4 separate regions of the Mus musculus genome follow, and all the other regions are linked to region 3. A link is a contact called in public promoter capture Hi-C data. All regions are on one chromosome and are shown on one strand. Each heading gives the region's core, a stretch centred on a gene start, on an enhancer-like site or on the middle of the called end of the contact. The rest is flanking DNA. Distances are from core to core; before and after follow the strand shown. Region 1 holds the start of Septin5 (septin 5). Region 2 holds the start of Arvcf (armadillo repeat gene deleted in velocardiofacial syndrome). Region 3 holds the start of Fam131a (family with sequence similarity 131, member A). Region 4 holds the start of Ess2 (ess-2 splicing factor).

The links. Promoter capture Hi-C pulls out the DNA fragments that hold promoters and counts their contacts. Capture Hi-C pulls out chosen DNA fragments and counts their contacts.
Region 1: a contact with region 3 is called in a promoter capture Hi-C map of hippocampal neurons, with 5 times the contacts expected there. The contact joins the promoter of Septin5 here to the promoter of Fam131a in region 3. A contact is called at or near these places in 3 of 39 promoter capture datasets (cranial neural crest, hippocampal neurons and pre-B cells) and 1 of 115 datasets of contacts at active chromatin or transcription factors (astrocytes).
Region 2: a promoter capture Hi-C map of hippocampal neurons shows a contact between it and region 3, with 3 times the contacts expected there. The contact joins the promoter of Arvcf here to the promoter of Fam131a in region 3. A contact is called at or near these places in 1 of 39 promoter capture datasets (hippocampal neurons) and 1 of 115 datasets of contacts at active chromatin or transcription factors (embryonic forebrain).
Region 4: a contact with region 3 is called in a promoter capture Hi-C map of liver, with 4 times the contacts expected there. The contact joins the promoter of Ess2 here to the promoter of Fam131a in region 3. A contact is called at or near these places in 4 of 39 promoter capture datasets (embryonic stem cells, hippocampal neurons, liver and 1 more) and 2 of 9 other capture datasets (adipose tissue and liver).

The regions. Positions count from the first base shown.
Region 1 is chr16:18,628,596-18,631,295 of GRCm38.p6, reverse strand. It overlaps Septin5 (septin 5), which reads left to right and starts at 1,358. Exons shown (of 12, transcript NM_213614.2): 1 at 1,358-1,488; 2 at 1,635-1,645. The coding sequence starts at 1,446.
Region 2 is chr16:18,346,880-18,349,579 of GRCm38.p6, reverse strand. Arvcf (armadillo repeat gene deleted in velocardiofacial syndrome) reads right to left here and starts at 1,398. Exons shown (of 18, transcript NM_001272029.1): 1 at 1,124-1,398. It also overlaps a transcript of Tango2 not described here.
Region 3 is chr16:20,693,721-20,696,420 of GRCm38.p6, reverse strand. It overlaps Fam131a (family with sequence similarity 131, member A), which reads right to left and starts at 1,364. Exons shown (of 6, transcript NM_133778.2): 1 at 1,244-1,364; 2 at 540-682. The coding sequence starts at 1,331.
Region 4 is chr16:17,910,061-17,912,760 of GRCm38.p6, reverse strand. It overlaps Ess2 (ess-2 splicing factor), which reads left to right and starts at 1,413. Exons shown (of 10, transcript NM_022408.2): 1 at 1,413-1,599; 2 at 2,505-2,673. The coding sequence starts at 1,456.

The sequences.
Region 1 (2,700 bases), core at 109-2,608, 2.1 Mb after region 3:
CTCCTACACTTCCCTCCGGGCCAAGGCAGCCAAGCACAACCCCCTAACTAGAGGAGACCAGGAGTGTCCCTCCCATCAGTGCCCCAGGGAAGATACTTCCTTTTCCCCCCACTTTGTTTCTGCCGTTGGAGTGACAGTAACAGTCAGCTCAGGCTTAATGTCCTAGCTTTCCTTCGTGGGTTTCTCCAGACTCAGAACTGGCAAGCTCAGAAGTCCTGACATTGTGTTTCTGTCCCTGCCTCAGACTGCACATATTCCTCTAACAGAGTTCCAAATTCCCCCAAGAACGCCATGAAAAAAGTCACTGGTGAAGCCAAACCTAAGAGATGTGTAGACACTTTTACTTCTACATTGTTTTATACACAAAATGATTAGCACTTGATCACGTGTGAGTGCCCTCTCTAGATCCCAAAGATGCACCACAGTGTGTCATATGCCCCATCTGATCCTTAGGCTGTAGAAGAAAGATTTGGACAATGGAACATCCCTACCCTGGTCACAGACTCTCTGGTGAGGTTTAAGCCACCACCTGGGATGTGACAGTAACACAGAAGTTATTCACACCGTGGGTCACTTAGTCCTATCAACTTTTTGAAGATTCAGAGTCACAGCATCTTCATGCATAAATGTGGCTCTGAGCATGGACTTGTCTTTATGTGTCCCTCAGCCCCCTTCAACCCCTCTCCAGGGGGGTAGCTGGGGAGAGCACAGATCACAGAAAACCGGGACCAGAGCTGGAGCAAGGAGGGCTAAGGTGGCCTTCGGATTGTGTCCTTCTAGCCATACACCTCAAGTACTCCCATCTTACAACCACACCCTGCCTGCCGTGTGCTTTCCATCTTGCCCAGGCGTTTGTGTGTGTCCAGTGTAGAATGCCTAGCACCCAGCAGACTGCAGGAGAGCTCGGGTTCTGGACTTGTGCTCAATGTACCAAGGGTAGGGCTCCAGGTCTGCCCCTTCCAAATGCTTCTTGATGGGGTGAAAAAGGGGTCTTTATATCACCTGAACTCATTCATCGGCTGCATGAAGCACAGTCCTGGGACATGCTTTATAGAATGGCCACTCGATGGAAGGTCAGAGGCCCAGGAACCAACCGGCTTCCAGCGACAGCCAAGGGAGAACAGAGTCTAGGCCTGGGCTAGATGACAGGAAGGGGAGGGGGCGTTCCGGACGAAGCCGTGGGAATAGCCCGGCTGCACTCGCGCGGCCGGGAGAACCAAAGGCCTGGGGGGAACCACAGCGGGACGCCTCAGTCCCCGCCCCCACCGGCCTCTCCGGGTCGCGCGTGGGCGCGGCGGGCGCCGATTGGCTGGCGGGCGCGCGGGCGGGGCGGGTGGTGGCGGCGCGGAGGGGCGGGTCACCCCTCAGCCGGCCTCGGCCTCCACCGCTGGTCGCCGCGCCCCGCCCGCGCGCCCGCCGCCACACGTCCCCCGCCGGCGGCCACCATGAGCACAGGACTGCGGTACAAAAGCAAGCTGGCGACCCCAGGTGAGCCCAGAGCCTGTCCGCGTGCCCGCGCTCCTTTGTCCCCGCCGCCCGCCCGCCTCTCACCGTCTGTCTCCGTCTCTCCCCTGCCCGCCGGCCCGGACCCTCCCGGACCCGCCCGGACCCGGATCACGACCCGGACCATGCAGAGGACAAACAGGTACTGGCGTTGCGCCGCTCGGCCGGTGGTGAGATCGGACCGGCTGTCACCCATTGTGGCACCGATGCTGGTGGCGCCCAGGCGTGACCCCGCCCCCGCCGGCCGTCACCCAGTCCTTTGGCGTTAATCGATTGTCTGTAGGGGCAGCGCCGCTGCTCCTGGGGCTACGGAGGGGAAGTGTAGGCACTGCGCTTGGTTCCCTGACCTGTATAGCAGCGGCCTAGGCACCTCCCCAGAAAGGGAGGCTGGGATAAGGGCCTCTCTCCTCTAGTCCAGGGCCAGCATCCCCTTTTTAACCTGACCGGAAGGCCTCGTGCTGGGGGTCCTGGGTGAGGCTGTAGTTATGACAGGCCAGGAATGGGGGGGGGGGCCCACCAGTCTCCTGAGCAATACCATGGGGCCTCTGCTTCATGCCCATGCACCTTTGGGTGTCTCTCTTCTGTGCCTAAATTTATGCTCACTAGTCTTTGGCAGAGCATCTTCCAAGACCTGGAACTTGCAAGGCTCCCCATCTGAGTCATCCTAGCACTAGCCCTCCAAACCTTGAGTACAGCCAGGCTGTGGCCTTCCAGAGGGGGGCTAGCCTGATTTCCCCACCCCAGGGAAAGTACCAGCCTACCGGGTAACCTGTGAAAATCCAAAGGAGCTGAGGGTTGTGAAACCAGAGTGCTGTGGAAGTGGGTGACCAAAGGGATGTCCTCTGTGGCTTGAGCTAGGCCCTGTTTGAAGATGGGGTGGGGGAGGCCCAATTCTGACACCAGAAGGCTTCAGCAAGCCTTGCTGGGGATGGGTGTTCTCGCCTAGCATTGGACTCCAGAGTACTAGACCAGAGTACATCATCAGACAGAGCAAAAGCAGCTGGCAGATGGGGTGAGCCGGAGAGTCACAGTCTCCTGGCAGGGACATGCCCCGCCCAAGGCTGATGAGACTCACTGGGAGGGGCTCCCCCAGGAGAACTGCCTCCCCATCCCAGTAAGCCAGACAAAGCCCGATGGGGACACATGCTATTGTGTAAGGGAGAGGGGGGCCAGAGGCTAGGAAGGCAAGGACCTAGG
Region 2 (2,700 bases), core at 149-2,648, 2.3 Mb after region 3:
ACATCCTGGTATATCCTCAAGATCCTGAGACACTCCCCAAAGCAGGCAACACTTGCTCTGGATAGACTACCCGGGTCCTGGACCAAAAGAGAGGTAGAAGGACTGGGGATCCCAGTGTGGAATTACAGGCACTCAATGCATAGCTGGTCCTACTTAGGGAAAAGATATTCCCAAAGACAATTTGGGTATGGCTCCATCCCTTAGCTTTATAAAAGTAAGCATGTGTTTTGCATTTCGGATTGTTAGCCCACATTAAGAGTCTAGCCTAAGAGTTAACACAAACAGAAGCATTTTCTTTCTTTTCCATCATTTCTAAATGTCTGAATCCTCAGAGACAGTCCCCTAGTACCTTAGACACTGATACCTGACACTGAAACAAATAGTTAAATATTGAATATAAGTAGCATTTAATTATTTAAAAATTAAAAGGGGAAAGCCATGGTATCCAGGCCTCCTGAAGCAGAGCAACTCCAGACTTGCATATTCTCCAGGGCTGGTGTCCCACTGAGGAATGTAGGGGTATCTAGGGAGGAGATTCAAGCAGGGACACCAGACAAGGGATTCCCAGCAGCGCCTCCTCTCTCTTTTGTGAGGCCTTAGGAGCATCGTCGCTGCGTAGGGACATTCCCTTGGCATCGCCAAGACCCTGCGCTCACCAACAGCCGTACCACCCCGGGAAGTTCCCCAGCCTCGCCGCCCGAGTCCTGGTAAAGTTTCCATAGCCGTCGGGTCCCTGCTTGCAGGCTCTGCAGTGGCTCGCGGAGGGCAAAGCTGTGGGAGCTGGGTCCAGTTCATCCCGGAGGCTGAACAGCCCGGAGGCTGAAGCCGGCGCCGTAGCCAGGTTGGACAGAGCCCTGAGGTCATGCACAAAGGGACCCGCCCCCAACCACCCGGGTCTCTGGGGACCCGTCGTGTGCTAGAGCGCGGGTGAGCAGAAGAACCAGCTTCCGAGCCCCACCCAGACCTAAAGTCCGAGCCCAGGACCCTGTCCCTATCTTAGTCCGCATCTCAGTCTAGACACTATACCAGCTCGCTCCCCCAGGACCTACCCCTAATCCTGGCCGGGGCCCGAGTGTCCAGCCCCAGGCCCACAGCCGGACCCCGCCCACCCGGCCGAGCTCACCTGGCGCGCGGCGTGGGCGGCTCCGCAGCGCGGCCTCCGCCCCCAAGACAGGCGTCCCCAGGTCCCCCGGTGCGCGGGGAGCGGCCTCTCCAGCGCCCAGCACCGAAAGTGGCTCCCGGGGCCACAACTTGTGCTTGTGAGGAGGTGAGGGGGGGAACACTCCTCCTCCCCTACTGGAGCAGCCAGCAAGCAGGCTAGCCCTCCTACCCCTCCCGCTGCCCGTGCGCAAAGCGGACCTGGCCGGAGACGAGGCCTCCGCCCCGCCCCATCCAACTGCGAATTTTCCCATTGGTAGAGAGACGCGCCCCGCAACCCGCACCGATTGGATGGATGTGCAGAGATTGCGGCTTGCTGTTGGGTTCCTGGTATTGTCAGTCTTAGCCCAGGTCGGCCCCCTAGCAGAGCAGGCCCTGACACCTGCCCGGAATGCTGTGGCTGCAGCAGCTGCAGGAGGCTCGGAGTTGCCCCCTCCCGGCCATCTTCAGAGGAGTTCTGGGGATAGTAGGCCCTGAGCTGGAACTTGCAGGGCAGGCGGTCACTCCCGGATTCCAGCAGCGTTGTCTCCATCTCCACCCCAAGTTCCCAGGTATCCTGCTGTTAACCGGACATTGAGCGTCGATTCCTTTCTATTGGCATAGAATGGTATTTATCTTACACTCCGCAAGTGTAAAGATAAATCCCATTTTACAGATAGAAAATTGAGGCTTTAGGCAACCAGGGCGTGAACCCAGTCGTTGGACTTCCAGCCTTGGGGGCTCTCTCACTGTCCCCATAACCCCTGCAGCAAGGACGAACAAGGTCAGCTAGGCTGGTACAAAGTGGGGATGGTTGCAGTGATTTTGAGGGCAAAAGCAGACTCTAGAAAAACTAGAGCTTTTTTTCTTCTATGAAGCCTGTATTTACAGAGCCTTTGGGCACTCCCTACAGCTGCATGAGACTGCTCTTTCCCCGGGGCAATGAAAAGCGTCCTCTTCCCGGGAAAGGGGAATTATGTGTTTATCTCTTCCCCACTACACCCTGGTGTCCCGATTTCCTCTGCCCTGCTTTGAGTCTTGGAGAAATATCAAGGAGCTTTATCCACTGCCTGAAAAGATAAACACATATTTCCCTACTAGGTAAAGCACACCAAACACATCTCTGCAGTGACATAAGGCAGTGGAGGGGACCCACGGGGGATGCTGTAACATAAACAGGAGATGGAAGTGCAGACTGTGGAAATGAATCTGGCCTGTGCTTGCTCAGAAGCCTCTTATCCTGAGTGCACTGGAAATGAGCAACTCTTCTGGGCTGTCGGTGTTTCCCAAGGCCCCTTACAGATAGTGCTAATGGAGGCCAGGGTGTGTGTGTGTGTGTGCGTTTGTGTGTGTAGGGGGTCTACCCAGATGGTCATATTTCACCCACCTATGCTGAGTCCAGTGTGCTCACCCAATAAGGGTTGCTTGGTGAAGACAAAGAAAGTAAATGCCTGGAGCAGGAGCTCACTTCTGGGTCGCCTACAATACAAATTGATACCAGGAGCTTTTCAGAGTCAAGGCAGTTGCTACTAATCCGTTGGTATTGCTACTTGAAATGAACAC
Region 3 (2,700 bases), core at 115-2,614:
GTTCCAATTGGCACAAGCGGCCTCCACCTGCCCCTTGACCTCAGGCCCATCCTCCGTCCCTCTCCTTCAGTACCTGACTGACAGGGCCTCCAGATTGGCGCCGATAGCCTCTGGCCAGGCCTGTGGGAAGGGGAACCTGGCGGGTGTTTCCTGGCCGGCTCTCCCTCCCTCCCCTCTCTTCCCCCAGCCGGGGCCATCCATGCCCAGCGACGCTCCGCGCAGCTGCGGCCCTGGCCCAAAGAAAAAGGTGTATATCTCCCTGGCAACCCATCACCATGCAACAGGGTCTCCCGGGATACGGCCTGGGATGCGCTGACGTCAGCACCGAAGGCGCTAGCAAGCCAGCCCGCTGGCACCACGCCGAGCAGAGCAGACCGGCGCGGGGGCGGCCTGCCGGATAGCGCCTCCGCTAGCAGGAAAAAAGAGCCCGAAGCAGGATGGTGAGGCAGGAACGGGGAGGGGTCACACGAACCCTCAATGTGAACGCCACCCCCACCCCCACCCCCCGCCGCCAAACATGCACAGAAAAGGCGCAGCACCTCTGGCAAGTCCTGGCTGTCCACGGAAGAAGGACGGGGGGACCGACTCCAGCCTCGGAGAGTTCGAGCAGATCCCAGGGAGGACAGAGAGAGACCTCGAGGGAGTTCGATCCACTCCACAGCCCAGGCAGGGTCCGAAGCCACTGAGGAGTCGGGAGGGAACGGTGTTCATCTGCATTCCCACTTCTACCAAGACTGCCATTTTCACCGTGCTGCCGTGTCATTTTTTATTACCCCTCCCCCATCTCGCAGACAATCTGAGTTCACGCACATAACTCTCCTGAAACCCCCTATCCCACAACTGACTGTGGCATCCCTAAGGACACCTTCCTCTACAACTATTTTGCCATCAGAACTTACGTTACTCATACCCAAATATGAGTAACCCCTGACCTCTCCGCCCGCATCTCAACCCTTGAAAAGTGCATGAAATTTGCCCACCAGCACTGGCCCCCTCTCACTCTCCTTCTCCCCAGGATTCTTTCCTCTCACCAATCTCAACTGGGCTATCACTCCCAACAAACCCATGATTTTTCTAAGTTTCACCCTTGTAAGTCATTACCTAATGGCCCCAACCCGAGTCTCTCCCTTTCAGTCTGCTTCCCAATATCTAAACCAGAGAGAGTTTCCTCTCCACACCTGGTGTTCCTTTTTGCTCAGTTTCCCATCGCTTCCCAGATCACATCCATGATCTCTGCTCTCACCTCTGCGACTTGTCTGACAAGTCCATCGTCCTCCAGGCCCTTCGCGCTGCCACAGAAACATTTTGCCCAGCACAGAAATCATAGGCATGCTGGCTGTGTTGATGCAGAGAGCCCAAAGCCTGAACTGCTTCAGGCCCAGCTCCCAGTTCTATTCTTGTTTTGGCTCCGGATGCTGAGCCAGTCCCCTCCCCACTTGGAACTTATGCCTAGTCACATAAGGAGAACACTCCTGTCTCATAGCTTTGAGGAAGTGGGAGTGCCAGGGACCTCGCCAAGTTCTCTGGCTTGTGGGGCTGAGGCTCATCTTAGCTTACACAGTGCCAACTGGCCACGTACATCACAACTAACCTTTTAGCTGGAGCAGACGTCTCTGTCCCTGGGCCTCAGCCAGTTGGTGGTCCCCAGAAATGCTACCAACCAGAAAGAAAACAGGTTACTGGCTATGCCAGACGCCTACCTGGTACTCAAGGCCAGTCCTGAGGTCAGTCACACTCTTCCCTGACTACAGGAGAGGATGACTTCCTGAACTCCGTGCAGACCAGGAGTCAGAGCGCCCTGCCACTTCTTCTTTTTTTTTTTTTTTCGAGACAGGGTTTCTCTGTGTAGCCCTGGCTGTCCTGGAACTCACTTTGTAGACCAGGCTGGCCTCAGAAATCCACCTGCCTCTGCCTCCAGAGTGCTGGGACTAAAGGCGTGCGCCACCACGCCCGGCTGCCTTGCCACTTCTTAAATTCATAACCCACGAGGTTATTTCTGGGACTACAAATCCCAGAATTTAAGGGAAGTCCACATTTCAGCCAGAGTTTACTTGTAAAAGACCTCAAACATCAACCATACTAATGCTTTGTGTGATTGACCACCTGCTTGGAGATCCCAGGACCCATTCCGAACTAATTCCTTGACACAGGAGGTAGGCTGGCTGACCTAGAGCTAAAGTGCTTCTCTCCTCACCCCACCGCCCCCGACCACATACATGTTTTCATGGAAAAGAAGGCCTGAGCAGGGCTCAGCGGCTATAGGAAGACCTGGACTTTTTCTGCTCGGAATAAGTGTGATTTGTTTTGTTTGTTTGTTTTGTTTTGTTTGGGGGGGGGGTAATAGGAATAAAATTATCTGTGAGCGTGAGAGGTTATCAATTTGCTCACAGATGCTCCACCTGGGGCTTCCGACCCTTTAATCAACCAGCTGGGAGACGCTCTGAGCAAGTGTTAGGCAAAAACTAGCGTTCGGTGGGGTACTTGGCCAGCATTTGCAAACTGACTCCTGAGGATGAGAGCACCCAGGTAGGAGAGGCAGGTTCACAGCAAAGAGCCACTCCTAAGACACTGAGATCAGAGAGGTAGGTGTAGGCAATGAAGTATGTATATACAAAAGGCTAGTTGCCTGGAGCCCGGGAAGGTGGGGGCCGCAGGTTGGCCTGCGGCTCCCAGGCTGTGCCCCCGCAGCCACTCTCAGCA
Region 4 (2,700 bases), core at 164-2,663, 2.8 Mb after region 3:
GGAGATCAGAAGAGGATATTTGAATCCCTGAAAGTAGAGTTATGGATAGTTGTGTGTCACTGTGTGGGTGCTGGGAACTGAACCTAGATCCTCGAGAAGAGCAACAAATGCTTGTAACGGATGAGCCATCTCTTCTGCCCCCTCCATACTCTTCTTGGTGTATCTTTTCCATCCTTAGGCTACAGTTCCCACCTCTATGTCTCCAGTCCAGGCCTGTCCCCTGAGGTATTTGTCAGTCTGTACCTCTGACAACACCTGGAAGCCCACAGGCTTGCGGCAGGCACCATATATACAACAGGCCATTTTCCCATTCACTGTCCTGCTAAAGGCACGTTAAATCATAGAGTTCTTGATCATTAATTGCTATTATTACCGGATCATACCCAGTCCAGCCGATTTCACCTTTAAACATATCAATAACCCCCCAGAAACTAGCTCGTGTGCAGCTTCAGGCGCACCAACCTCATGAAAGCTGCATTCCCTTGCATGGTAACCATTGCAGCTTTCTCTGGTTTTCACCTGAGCTCACTTAAAATAATGTTTCTTGACAGGACTCCAAAGATACTGTGCAGCCTGGCTCTCCCCCTCTGGTGTCATCTCCTTCTTTAGCGCACTGTGTGACTAAAGGTCTGTTTTGGCATTTGCCTTGCTCCACCCCGCTGCTGGGCCTTCCCATTGCCTGATGCCCATCCATTCATCTTTTCCATCTACAACCATGTTCTGCCTGGGGAAATGCCACTTGACATGTCCTGTGTAGCAGTTGAGATTCTCTGAGTGCAGACTTATTGCAGGTCACAGTTGTAACTTTACACACTGGCAGCATGATTTAACATTTTTCTACTGTATGGTCAACTCTATGGATGCAGGGACATGGTCATAAAGTCCCCAGTGACTCACAATGAAGGACAAGATCATTGGAAAAGCAAAATTGTAATGAATCATTCTGGGCTAGAGCTTCTCCCACCTAATTCATGATCTCCCTTAGGAAGAAAGTTCCACTAATGCTTTCAGTGAGAAGCCCATCCTGGCAGACAGGGAACTAATAAATCCAACCAGAGATTTAAGACCCTTTTGTTCTTTCTTTTCATTTAAATTTTGTTAGATAAGTATACGGGAAGAATTGTCTTAGTGTTCTTTTTCTGAGTTTGGAAGTCATAACCAAATTTTTTGAAGTATTTAAAAATGTCTTTGAAGCATCTGCATTTTTTTTTTTTTTTAAAGAATTGGAACTTTTAACAGAGGGACTGTGGCGTCAGTCACTCTACAGCTCCCCCTAGTGATCATAGTCTAGATGGGCATGAGCAACGCGGGTGGGGATAAAAGACTACAACTTTCTTAAGATCCGGCGCTCCCAGTGACATCATTGGAGCGCCGGCTTTGTTACAAAAATACTGCTTCTCCATTGGCTGGCTGTTGGAGCGGTGCAGACGCCGCCCGAGCGATTCTGGGATAGCGATGGGGACGCCCGGGACCTCGGCGGGTGCTCTGTTTCTGTCCTCCGCGTCCGCGCCCTCAAGGAAGCGCGCGGCTGGGGAGGCTGGAGAGGCCGGAGTTGCGAGAAGCAGGCAGCGGGTCCTGGATGAAGAAGAGTACATCGAGGTACCAGCTCAGTGCGAGCGCTGGCGACTTCCGGGCCCCTCCCCCTATTCGCGTTCCTGTCCAGTCCTTTGAATTTTTTCTGGTCCTGGCACTCTCAGCCGCCCTTGGAAGTGGAACAACTGTTTTTGGGTTGGAAAGCATTGAGAACCAAGAAAACAATGCAGAAGTGGGCATCCAGTTTTCTGTTGAGAGTCAAGGAAATAGTTTCTTGTATAGGTAGAATTTTGACACGTTTTTCGAGAGATGGTGAAGACGACTTTTTGGAAGGCTGTAAAGTGTCAAAGGCTGGGGGTCCCGGAATTAGACAGTGGAACTGGCTTCGTCATTGAGTGAGTGGGTCTCAGTTGCTCCTCGAGTTAAGGGTCCAACTGCAAACACGCTGGAGGACAGACCGACATAGGGTTGGTTTTAGACTGGTTAGATTTAGGATGCTTCTGGGATATGCTGCCTTGTACCATTGCCGTGCAGCTGACTGTACAGACTTTCAGCTTCACAGCAAGGGCGGGCTGGATCTGAAATCTTGAGGACTTTTTCTTGTGGTGGCGATAGTGGCGACTGGCTTTCAAGAGAAAGGTTTAGATTGAAATACAAATTCATGGGTGGGTGGAGGATGACAATATCCACATTAGTCTGGCTGGTGTTATAGATGGAGCCAGCAAAGAGAAAGATCAGTTAGTGAGGGATTTCATGGGCTTCAAGAGATTGTTCAGTAGTTAACTGGTACATCAGAGCTATGTGGGATGACAGCCTTACTAGAAAAGACAGTTCTAAACCTATCTTGTAGATGACAGTTGTCCAGCTAGGCAGAAGGGAAAGGTCTAAGGGGTGGAACATGGACAGTGGTGGATTGTGCGTCAGGACTCCCAGATGACAACTCTGGCCTTTGTTCTGATTGCTCATGGCAGGGACTTCAGACAGTTATCCAGAGAGACTTCTTCCCTGATGTGGAGAAGCTACAGGCACAGAAGGAGTACCTGGAGGCCGAGGAAAACGGAGATTTGGAGCGCATGCGCCAGATTGCCATCAAGTTTGGCTCTGCCCTGGGCAAGATATCTCGGGAACCTCCACCACCCTGTAAGAGGACGGGTGCTGCTTTAGAGG